Linked DNA regions of Sus scrofa: all the other regions are linked to region 1. A link is a contact called in public HiChIP or PLAC-seq and promoter capture Hi-C data. All regions are on one chromosome and are shown on one strand. Each heading gives the region's core, a stretch centred on a gene start, on an enhancer-like site or on the middle of the called end of the contact. The rest is flanking DNA. Distances are from core to core; before and after follow the strand shown. Region 1 holds the start of MTR (methionine synthase). Region 2 holds the start of LGALS8 (galectin 8). Region 3 holds the start of HEATR1 (HEAT repeat-containing protein 1).

Region 1 (3,183 bases), core at 251-2,750:
ACTGCCACCTACACCATAGCTATAGCAACACTGGATCCAAGCTGCATCTGCAAACCATGCCGTGGCTTAAGGCAACTCCAGATCCTTAACCCACTGAACAAGGCCAGAGATCAAACTCACATCCTCATGGATACTAGTCAGGTTCTTAACCTGTGAGCCACAACGGGAACTCCCTCCTCCCACACTTCTGTTTCATTCTCTCTTCACTCACTCCATTTCCTTCCCTCCAGGTATGTCTTTGATAAAGATGCTATAACCATTATTATAATTTTATAGATTTTTAAAAAGAGGTGTAGGTGTTCTCCCGTGGTGTAGCAGGTTAAGGATCCAGTGTTCACTGTAGTGGTTTGGGTCACTGCTGTGGCGTGGGTTGGATTCCTGGCCCAGCAACTTCCACATGCCGTGGGTGCAGCCAAAAAAAAAAAGGAAGTATACATACAGTAAAGTAAAAGGAGAATGGCAAGCAAATTTGTGGGGTTTTTTTTTGAAGCTTCATAAGTATCATAATTTTGTCTCTATTTTCGTTTTTTGATTCATTTGCTTTTCCTTCTAGCATGCTCAGCCTTACACAGCGGTCCTCTACTTTCAAATTCTCTTAAGTGTCATGTTCTACCCAGGGAGTTTCTCCCAACTGGAATGGCCTTATCTGGCACACACTTTTCCTTCAGAACCCAGCCTCTTCTTTGAAATGTCCCCTAACTCCCTTGGAGAACTGAGCTCCTTTGGCACACTGCATGTGGTTCTTTTTTTTTTTCCTATTCAATTATTAGCCTTAGCCAGACTGTGAGTTTCTCCTCTTAAAACAGAGGTGGGGGTGTGATATAGCGTGCCCCTCTTTTCATTCCTAGTGAGTAGTCCACAGCCTGCCACATAATAATGTTTACTGCCAATAAATGACAATTAAAATGCATATCTGGGAGTTCCCTCTGGCTCAACAGGTTAGTGGCTCCAGTTACTGCGGTGAGGCAGGTTTTCTGGCCTGGGAAGTTCCATAGGCAGCAGGTGCTGCCAAAAAGGAACAAAAAAAGAGGCATGCATGTACATAAGAGTTTTCACAGGGGTTCATACTATCTCATTTAATCCCCACTCAACCTTAGGAAAAAGTAATTTTCACCGCCCTATCATTTCCTGTTTTGTAAAGTGTAGAATGGCGACCAAGAGATTTAAGTACCTTGCCCAGTGCCAGTAAACAGTAAATGCATGACCAGTACCTGGCCTTCTAGACTCCCAGTACCAGGCTCTTGACATCATACGACACACTGGGGTCACGTCAAGTTTGCCCCACGATTTAAACTTGGAGAGACCCCCTGTGGCTGCACTTCCTGACGCTGGGCTGAGAAGCTCAAATCCTCAGCTGAGCACCTGAGACGCCAGCACTACATCTCCCAGAGAGCCCTGGGGCGAGGCCTCAGGTGATTGGTTGAGATCGATTGGCCAATACAGAGGCGAGGAGCTCCTACAGACCAATCACAGTTCTGAGAGGGCGGGACCTACCATGCGGGGACGGGATCTCCCATGCTGAGGCTGGATGGAGCGCAGAAGCTAACAGTCCTCCGAGTTGCCCCAAAGCCTCGGGGGCTGTGAGTCCTGGTCGTACGCCTCGCCGGCCACGTAATCCTCATATTCGGTCCACTCGCCTCCCTCCCGGCGACCCGGCCTCTGGCCGTCAGACCCTTGCATACGACCGGCCGGCTGGCGAGGAAGCGCGTGCTGTGGTAGTGGTTTGGGTCGGGGTCTGCTGTTATTGCCACGCCGCGCTCAGGCCAGACGGAGGCCCTGCGGCGGGCGGCAGATGCGGGGAGGCCCCTCAGTGTGCCCCGCAGCCCGGACCGCCCGTGAACCGCTCGCCCCGCACTAGCTGGCGTGGCTCTGGGCCGCTTCGTTTGGAGAGCGCGTCTTTGCCGCCTCGTCCCCTGCCCAACTGGGAGCAGACTCGGCAGCATGTCCCCCGCGCTCCAGGACCTGCCACAGGCCGGTGAGTGAGACCCGCGCTCCGCTTTCTGTGCCTCGCTCCACTGTAGTCTCCTGTCCCTGGGGGTGATTCTAGACTCCGTCTGGAGATACCTGGTTGGGTTTCCCCGTGGCGGGCGGTGCCTTTGAACTTGCGCAGGATCCTGGAGGTCCCGGTTTTTGTTGCTGTGTAGGTTCTTTACTTCCCCCACCAACCCGCCTTCAAACCATCAATCCCCGAAGCACATTCTGAACGTTAACTAAACTTTGCAGTTTGGTATGGCATATTCCAGCAGGGCGCTAGCGAAGTTTTGCATGATTGAACGTGTTTACTCAACATGTATTTATTGAGCACCTAAGCCAAAGGAAGTTCAAATGCTGAGAGAGAAGAGAACTATTTAAAACTGCGTTAAACTTTTATTTTCCGCTTCGGGGTTAGAGCAGGCGTTCTGTAAACTCAGGTGTGCTAGAATCACTGTTTTAAAATAGATGAGCAGGTACTCGGTGGGTTTGAGGAGTTAACAGTCCCAGTGATACTAATGTTGGTGACTCTGGCATCAACAAGAAGGAAAAAAACCAAAAAACAAAAAAACTAGTTTAGCACAGGAGCTAAATGTATTTTCAGCTTTAAAGTGAGCCCTGGGTCTTTAATGTCGTCCCTCCTTATAATTTGTGGACAAATACACCCATAAAAACATCTGGGGCATGAAGTAGGAAATGAAGAAACAAGAGAATCAGTAATACGGACAGAACAACAGCGATGACAGGTGAGGTTGTTCAGCTCAGGGAGGAGGGTGAAGACTGAATTCATAACTCAGAGGGAAATTTTTCACAGGTCAGCTAGTGGCTCCATTGATTCTAGAGAACTGATAGATGGGACCCTTAACATTGTTCATGAAACAAGTGGGACTGTGACTGACATTTTAATACTGTTGCTGTAAAGTAAGACTATACCTCTCCTAGGGGCATCCTATATTTATTTGAATAATATCCCTTACTCATGATTTCTGGCCCTCCCAGAAATCAGAAAAAAAAGAATCCCCCCCCCAAAAAATAGAAAAGCAAAAGAAAGTATTTCCCTTTCATCTGACTGTATCAGCAGCAAAATGCCTCTAAAGATTTAGCATAGTTTGAATAGTGAGTGATCTTTTTACAGCAAATGAAAAGAAAATTTTTGAGTATTTGGATCTAGCCCAGTTTCCTGATCCCAAGGCTCGCCTCCACAGCTGAACA
Region 2 (3,183 bases), core at 247-2,746, 240 kb before region 1:
CTTCCAGGATACTTGAGTTTGTCTCCAGAGTTCATTTCGTTACAGTTTCCTAGTCTGCCCACCTACACGCCATCTCAGATGCCAGCAGTAGTGTGTTAAATTCTTTTCGTGCTTCAAATCTCTGATTTCCTCTTCTATCACACTTCTCTGGCTTCTTTCTTTATTAAGGGCTTGTGTAATTACATTGGGTCCACCGGATAATCCAGGACAATCCCTATCGACATCAGCTGGTTGGTATCCTTTAATTACACCTGCAAAATCTCTCTTGCTGTGTAACATGGCTTAACCGGTTACTCAGCTTATGTTACATCCAGTGTTGGAGATTCAGTTTTTTCTTAACAGAGGCAAAGTAATAGATTTGGTCAGTGTGTATTGAACTTTGATGACAGAATTGGTGGAAGGAAAATGTTGGAAGCTTTAGTTTCGTTTCTCTCTTAGTTCTGCTTAGTCATCGAGTCTTCCGTGGTTTAAATGTAGTACTGATGGATACTTTTTTTTTGCTACAGGGAAAACTATCTCATTAATATTTGAGGCATCGAATTTTTTTTCTTTTGACTTGTTTAATTTGGAGGAGGTAAAGCAACCCCTTCTACTAAATAACAGTAGATAAAACTTAGCATGTACTGTTCCAATGTTTTATTAAGTAATGTAAACCCTCAGAACAAACCTATGAGGTGAATGCTATTATTATTCTTATTTTACAGGTAAGAAAAGTTAAATGAACCTCTCTGATAGTTGTATAGGAGTATTTGCTATTATTTTGTTTTAGGTTTTTTGTTTTTTGTTTGTTTTGGTCTGTACCTGTGGCATGCAGAAGTTCTTGGACCAGGGATTAAACTCATGTCACAGCAGTGACCGCCAGGTCCTTAACCCACTGCACCACCAGGGAACTTCTAGTATTCTTAATAAGTTTTTGTTTGTTTGTTTGTTTGTTTCTTTTTTAGGGCTGTACCTGCAGTATATGGAAGTTCCCAGGCTAAGAGTTGAACCAGAGTTGTAGCTGCCAGCCTATGCCACAGCTGCATATGCGACCTACGCTGTGATCTTAACCCACTCATCGAGGCAGGGATAGAACCCACATCCTTTTGGGTACTAGTCATGTTCTTAACCCGCTGAGCCACAGTGGGAACTCTCAACAATAAGTATTTTTAATAAAATTTTCAAGTTAGAAATTTTCTACTGATGTACTTTTAAAATCAGTATTTCCTGGAATTATAATGCAAAATTATTTAGTAAAATACATGGGATAAGAATTTCAGTCAGATCTTTGATTGTAATACCATCTGGTTATTTGGTAAATATTAGTAAAATAATTTATATATTTTAAAAAGTTGTGAAGAAAAATAATGCACACTTATTTTTCTTTCCCTCTTATTTTGATTTTACACAGGGCAAGTGCCTCAGTTTCAATCTGGAAATTCTTTAAATGAAACCTGTTTAAAATCTTAGGCCATACCCAGAAGAGAGACCCCGGTCAACAAAAAGGTGGAAAAGAATGACGTTGTCCTTAAATAATCTGCAAAATGTCATCTACAACCCGGTAACTGATTTCTATAAACTTTTTGCCTGTGCCAGGGTTGAGAACAAATCCATTTGGATAGTAATTATCCATTGCTGGGGTGGGGAGGGCAAGAGTAAAATTCAGTAAATGTTAAGTGGTGTATCTGCCATGTGATAGGGACTCTGGTGGGCCCTGTCCAACAGATACAGCCCTTGGAGCCCCTGGATGCTCAAGTCAGATTGCCCCAGAACACGCCTTTCTGCATCTGGGGAGTCAGCCAACTGCGCATCAGATAGTGCGTGTTTACTGGAAGAAAAAAAAAAAAAATCCAAGCGTGAGTGGATTCAGACCCGCACAGTTCAAACCTGTGTTGTTCGAGGGTCATATGTTATGAATGGAGAGCATGGGCATACAGATGGAGGGAACTTGGCTGTGGTGGTGGTGGGAAGGTTCAGAACATCCCAAGACATAATTTTCAAAGGAAAATGGATTTCTTACTCTACAAGTTTTAATTTTTCTTTTAAAATTAGACCTGTTTGTGAGAAGTTAACATCTCAGCTTTTCTCCCTGCCCCTCAAATACCTCGTGGTACCTGAGCAGAGAATGTCAAAAACTAGTGAGGTGGAGAATGAAAAAAATTAGCAGTCTTGTTCCAGGCACCCTGAATGTAATTGCTGGAAATTTCAGTGTATTTCCTGGGAAGTAACAAACTTGTTTTAGTTTCATGTAGTGTGAGAATCTTTAGAGATGTTTCATTTCCATGTGTCTGAAGCTGAACTTAAGTCTGAGATGGAGTTGCTTTTTTTTGGTAACCCTCTAGGAGATTCTTGGTAAGAATCCTTCAAGTAAGGCCTTCAACCAGTCCTATTAGTGTAAGTAAGTGGGTTCAGGTTTCTGTTGTTTGCTTTGTAGCTGCAGCCCTTTTTTTTCCCTAGGGGTTAATGCCATTGTGTAAGAATGAGGTACAACCGCCATATAAAGCAATGTCTGTTTTAGAAAAAATAGCCTTTAGTCATAGTAGGTTTAAAAAGGAAAACTTGCTGGATTTGAAGTCAGCAGGACATTTAAAATGATGTTGTGCATCCAAGGTTAAAAACTTCATATTGTAGACTGACTTTCTCCAAAGTTGTTTTTTTTTTTGTTTTTTTGTTTTGTTTTGTTTTTGTCTTTTTAGGGCTGCACTCTGAGCACATGGAAGTTCCCAGACTAGGAGTTGAATTGGAGCTGCAGCTGCCGGCCTACACCACAGCCACAGCCACACCAGATCCAAGCCATGTCTGTGACCTACACCACAGCTCATGGCAACGCCGGATGCTTAACCCACTGAGTGAGGCCGTGGATGGAACCTATATCCTCATGGATACTAGTTGGGTTCATTACCACTGAGCCACAGTGGGAATTCCTCCAAAGCTGTTTTGTTTTTGTTTTTGTTTTTCTCTTTCTCCTTTTCCTAAATGCTGCCTGTCAAGGGTTACTGAAGTGTAATCTTGGCTCAAGCCAGGAGGAATGGATGGTCAGGTTATACTTTCAGTTCTGGTCTTCATCACAGAGATGCCTTATTTGAATGTTATTAGAAAATAATTTTATAGATTAAATACCTGCATATCCCTGTATAATGATGAACTGGTAATTTCCGGGGTTAGCACCTTCAGCTACAGACTTGAAACAAAAATAAGCCAGCG
Region 3 (3,183 bases), core at 307-2,806, 170 kb before region 1:
TGTTCCAAATATGCAGTGACAATTTAGAACAGCAAACTGACATGAACTCCTTAGAACTAATGAGGTTAGACTACATACCCAAGATCTTTAATAGTTCTACTTTTCACTATTGGTAAAAATGAGTTCAATAATAGAAGGGCATGCTTATCTCACCCAATACAAATCATGTTAACCTCCTGATACACCTAATTTTTCAACTTTAAATTGATAAATGTTCTCGCTACTTGATTTTTAAAAGAGATCAATGTTAGCAGCCCATAATTACTTTTGTAATTCCATTTGCTACCTGTGAATCAACCACTCCAGACACTTCTGTGCTGGCTTCAGCAGGAAGTAAGGGGACAAGTGAATAAGAAATAATGAAATGTTTTCATCCAGCTGTTTGTTCACTGTTTTGGTCTGAACGCTGCGCTCCAAGGTTTTTGCTAGCTGGCTGAACAACGGTGCTTCAAACTGTTCAAAGGAAGGATCAATTCCAAGCAGCTCTTCCAGGCCAGTGCATCCTAGGAAAAGGCCAGTTAAATTAACAAATCTTTGCAAGCAAACTCGTCTTACTCTTCTTTTACTGTTTTACTTATCCCTAAAAATGTGAATTCTTTTAGCACATGTAATCTGTAATACAGTCCCAAACACAGGTTTCTAGTTTCCAACAAAGAAAATAAGTTCCATCCTCATGAATCAGGAAAATAGAAAGTACCCCTGGCAGGGGGCCTTCTTTTTTTCCTCAATACAATTTCAATATTATAACCTGACTAATCCGGGGAAGACACCTCCCCTAACCTCCAGCCACTTTTAGCTGTTCTTCCTCTCTACTCCTTAACTTTATCTGTGGAATTCAAGTTCCGCTGCCTATAGACACACTTAAGACATCTTAACAAGTGACTGCTATTTTCTTTCCTTTAATAAAATTAAGTCAAGTTAGCAAGTTAGAAGCCGCTAAGGAAGAGGGCGGGTCAGAAAACAAGAAAATACAGCAACACCCAGGACGCAAGCTTCCCAGAGTTTTTTTAATTTAAAGGGTAGCTCACCAATGGCAAAGGCCGTGTCCCTGTCGACGGTGGCCGCTTCCTTGGGGTCAAACAACAAAGAGGCAACTTCATCTCTGGATAAGAGACTGGGATCACTTTGAGGGAGAGCGAGTCTCTGGAGCTGCTGGGCTAAGGACGTCATCTTTCACGCCAGAGGACTTCTAAAAAACGCAGGCTAAGAAACATAACCACCGTGAGAAGCGTCCACAAAATCTTAAGGTGGCTTAACCGCAAATAGCAACTTTCCTCCGCACGCAGCGCGGTCGCGGACACTACAGCAACAGCGTTAACAGCTGAAGTACAGCCTCAGCGGCCGCGCCACGCGTGTCTCAGCCCCGAATCCGCGGAGACTCGAAAACCCGCGATGCCGCCCAGACCCACAACTCTTGCTCACCTGGAGCTCGACTTCGGGCAGGATTTAGAAGCCTGCGAATCTTCACAAGTGCTCCCACATGGTACCAAAAAAATCCAGCTTTCGCCCGGAAATGTAAAGCACGCCTTAGGCGAGCTTCCGGTTTCGGGCACTACGGCAAGAGAAGAGGTACAAGCTTGCCAAATTGAGAAAAGTCGACTCCACCTCCCGGCGGCGAAACTCCGCCCCCCCGCCGCGCCAGACTTTAGGCTCGGAATCCCGACCCTACCGTGGGGTAGCGGTCGATTCTCGGCAGGTAGCTGGAAGTTACCGTTTCTGGGTGGGCCTTTTGTGAGCCTTAAGGTCTGTAGCAGGAATTATTCATTCAATACATATTTATCCAGCTTTAAGGACCAGCAGCATCGCGCAGTGGTTAAAACTGTGGGCTGTGAACTCACAGCCCGAATTCACAGATCCGTGCGAGCCCCTTCCTTTTACAAACAATATCTTTTCCTGTGGCTTTGCTTTAACAAAGAAAAGCATCTTTTCGGTTATTTCTACAGATCTCCAACATGTGGTGTTGATTGCCTTGTGTAGAATAACACGAGTTTTTTAAGTGCCGGTGTACATCTTTCATCCTTACATTTGAGCTACACCGAATTCTCATTTCTCAGTTTATCTTCTCTAATAAGGTGGAAACAGGCTGAGAATTTCTTGATAGGAGCTGGTCTCAGTGCGAGCTGCCCTGTAAATGCTGGGCACAACCGTTCTGGAGCTTGGGGCCATCCCATCCCTGCAGTTGGCATTCCTGAAGACCACGCGCTGTTGTTTTTTGTTTTGTTTTTCACTGACCCTGGATATCATTTACAAACTAAATCTCAAACTTTAGCTATTTGATGAGTTTTTAACAAAAAAGTAAGTAGGCATCTCTCTCTCCCTCTCCCCATTCCAGACATAGGAAGTTTCCATCACTTTGCGCCTTTGCTGTGATGCCCACTCCACTCCTTGCTCAAGGTAACCAACCATTGGTCTTGGTGTCACTGTAGGCCGATGTTGCCAAAGAGTTTCCCCTATGGATGGATATACTGCAGTCTGTGGAGAGAGCGCTCTGTGCTGCCTCCCCAGCTTCTCTGAGAAGGTGCAGAGAGGCAGGATTGAGACGGGATGTCCTACCCACCTTTTTTTGGATGCTTTCCTTTCTCTTAGAAGGTGGAGCTTTTCCGTGACAAGATGTCAGTCGTCTTCACTGGCGATGGCTGGAAACATAGTTCCAATCTGGGGGCCTCCCTTCTGTACTTCTGAAGATCTCTTCCTTTTACAAACACTATCTTTTGTTGTTGCTTTGCTGTAACAAAGAACAAAATCGTTTTGGTTGTTTCTACAGATTGTTAGTGATCTTCAACATGTGGTGTTGACTGCCTTGCATAGAATAACATGAGTTTTTAAGTTCCGGTGGTACCTCTTTCATCCTTACAAATAGATGTCTCAAATGAATTTTTTTCGTTCTTTATAAAAGCAGTCAGCTTTGGGAGAAATGAAAGTAGTGAGAAATAAATATCAGGCAGGTCTGTTTTATCCACAAGGCATATTTGGTTTTTTCTCACTAAAAAAATCCTCATTTTTTTAAAAACTGCATTTATTTATTTATTTTTAAGGCTGCACTTGTGGCACATGGAAGTCCCCAGGCTAGAGGGTGAATTGGAGCTTCAGCTGCTGGCCAGTGCCAACAGCAATACCAGATCCTAGCCTGTCTGAGAACCTGCACCACAGCTCAGAGCAGCGCTAGATTCTTAACCCACTGAG

What was found. Promoter capture Hi-C pulls out the DNA fragments that hold promoters and counts their contacts. HiChIP or PLAC-seq counts read pairs in DNA pulled down with a chosen protein or histone mark.
Region 2: a contact with region 1 is called in a promoter capture Hi-C map of liver, with 4 times the contacts expected there. The contact joins the promoter of LGALS8 here to the promoter of MTR in region 1. A contact is called at or near these places in 1 of 5 promoter capture datasets (liver), 1 of 47 Hi-C or Micro-C datasets (liver) and 1 of 2 datasets of contacts at active chromatin or transcription factors (alveolar macrophages).
Region 3: a contact with region 1 is called in an H3K27ac HiChIP or PLAC-seq map of alveolar macrophages. The contact joins the promoter of HEATR1 here to the promoter of MTR in region 1. A contact is called at or near these places in 2 of 5 promoter capture datasets (fetal skeletal muscle and liver), 5 of 47 Hi-C or Micro-C datasets (brain, heart right ventricle, liver and 1 more) and 1 of 2 datasets of contacts at active chromatin or transcription factors (alveolar macrophages).

What each region holds. Positions count from the first base shown.
Region 1 is chr14:54,651,097-54,654,279 of Sscrofa11.1, reverse strand. MTR (methionine synthase) reads left to right here and starts at 1,500. Exons shown (of 33, transcript XM_021073435.1): 1 at 1,500-1,975. The coding sequence starts at 1,942.
Region 2 is chr14:54,887,384-54,890,566 of Sscrofa11.1, reverse strand. LGALS8 (galectin 8) reads left to right here and starts at 1,496. Exons shown (of 9, transcript NM_001142827.1): 1 at 1,496-1,540. The coding sequence starts at 1,496.
Region 3 is chr14:54,819,446-54,822,628 of Sscrofa11.1, reverse strand. It overlaps HEATR1 (HEAT repeat-containing protein 1), which reads right to left and starts at 1,556. Exons shown (of 46, transcript XM_021073757.1): 1 at 1,423-1,556; 2 at 1,029-1,203; 3 at 287-503. The coding sequence starts at 1,170.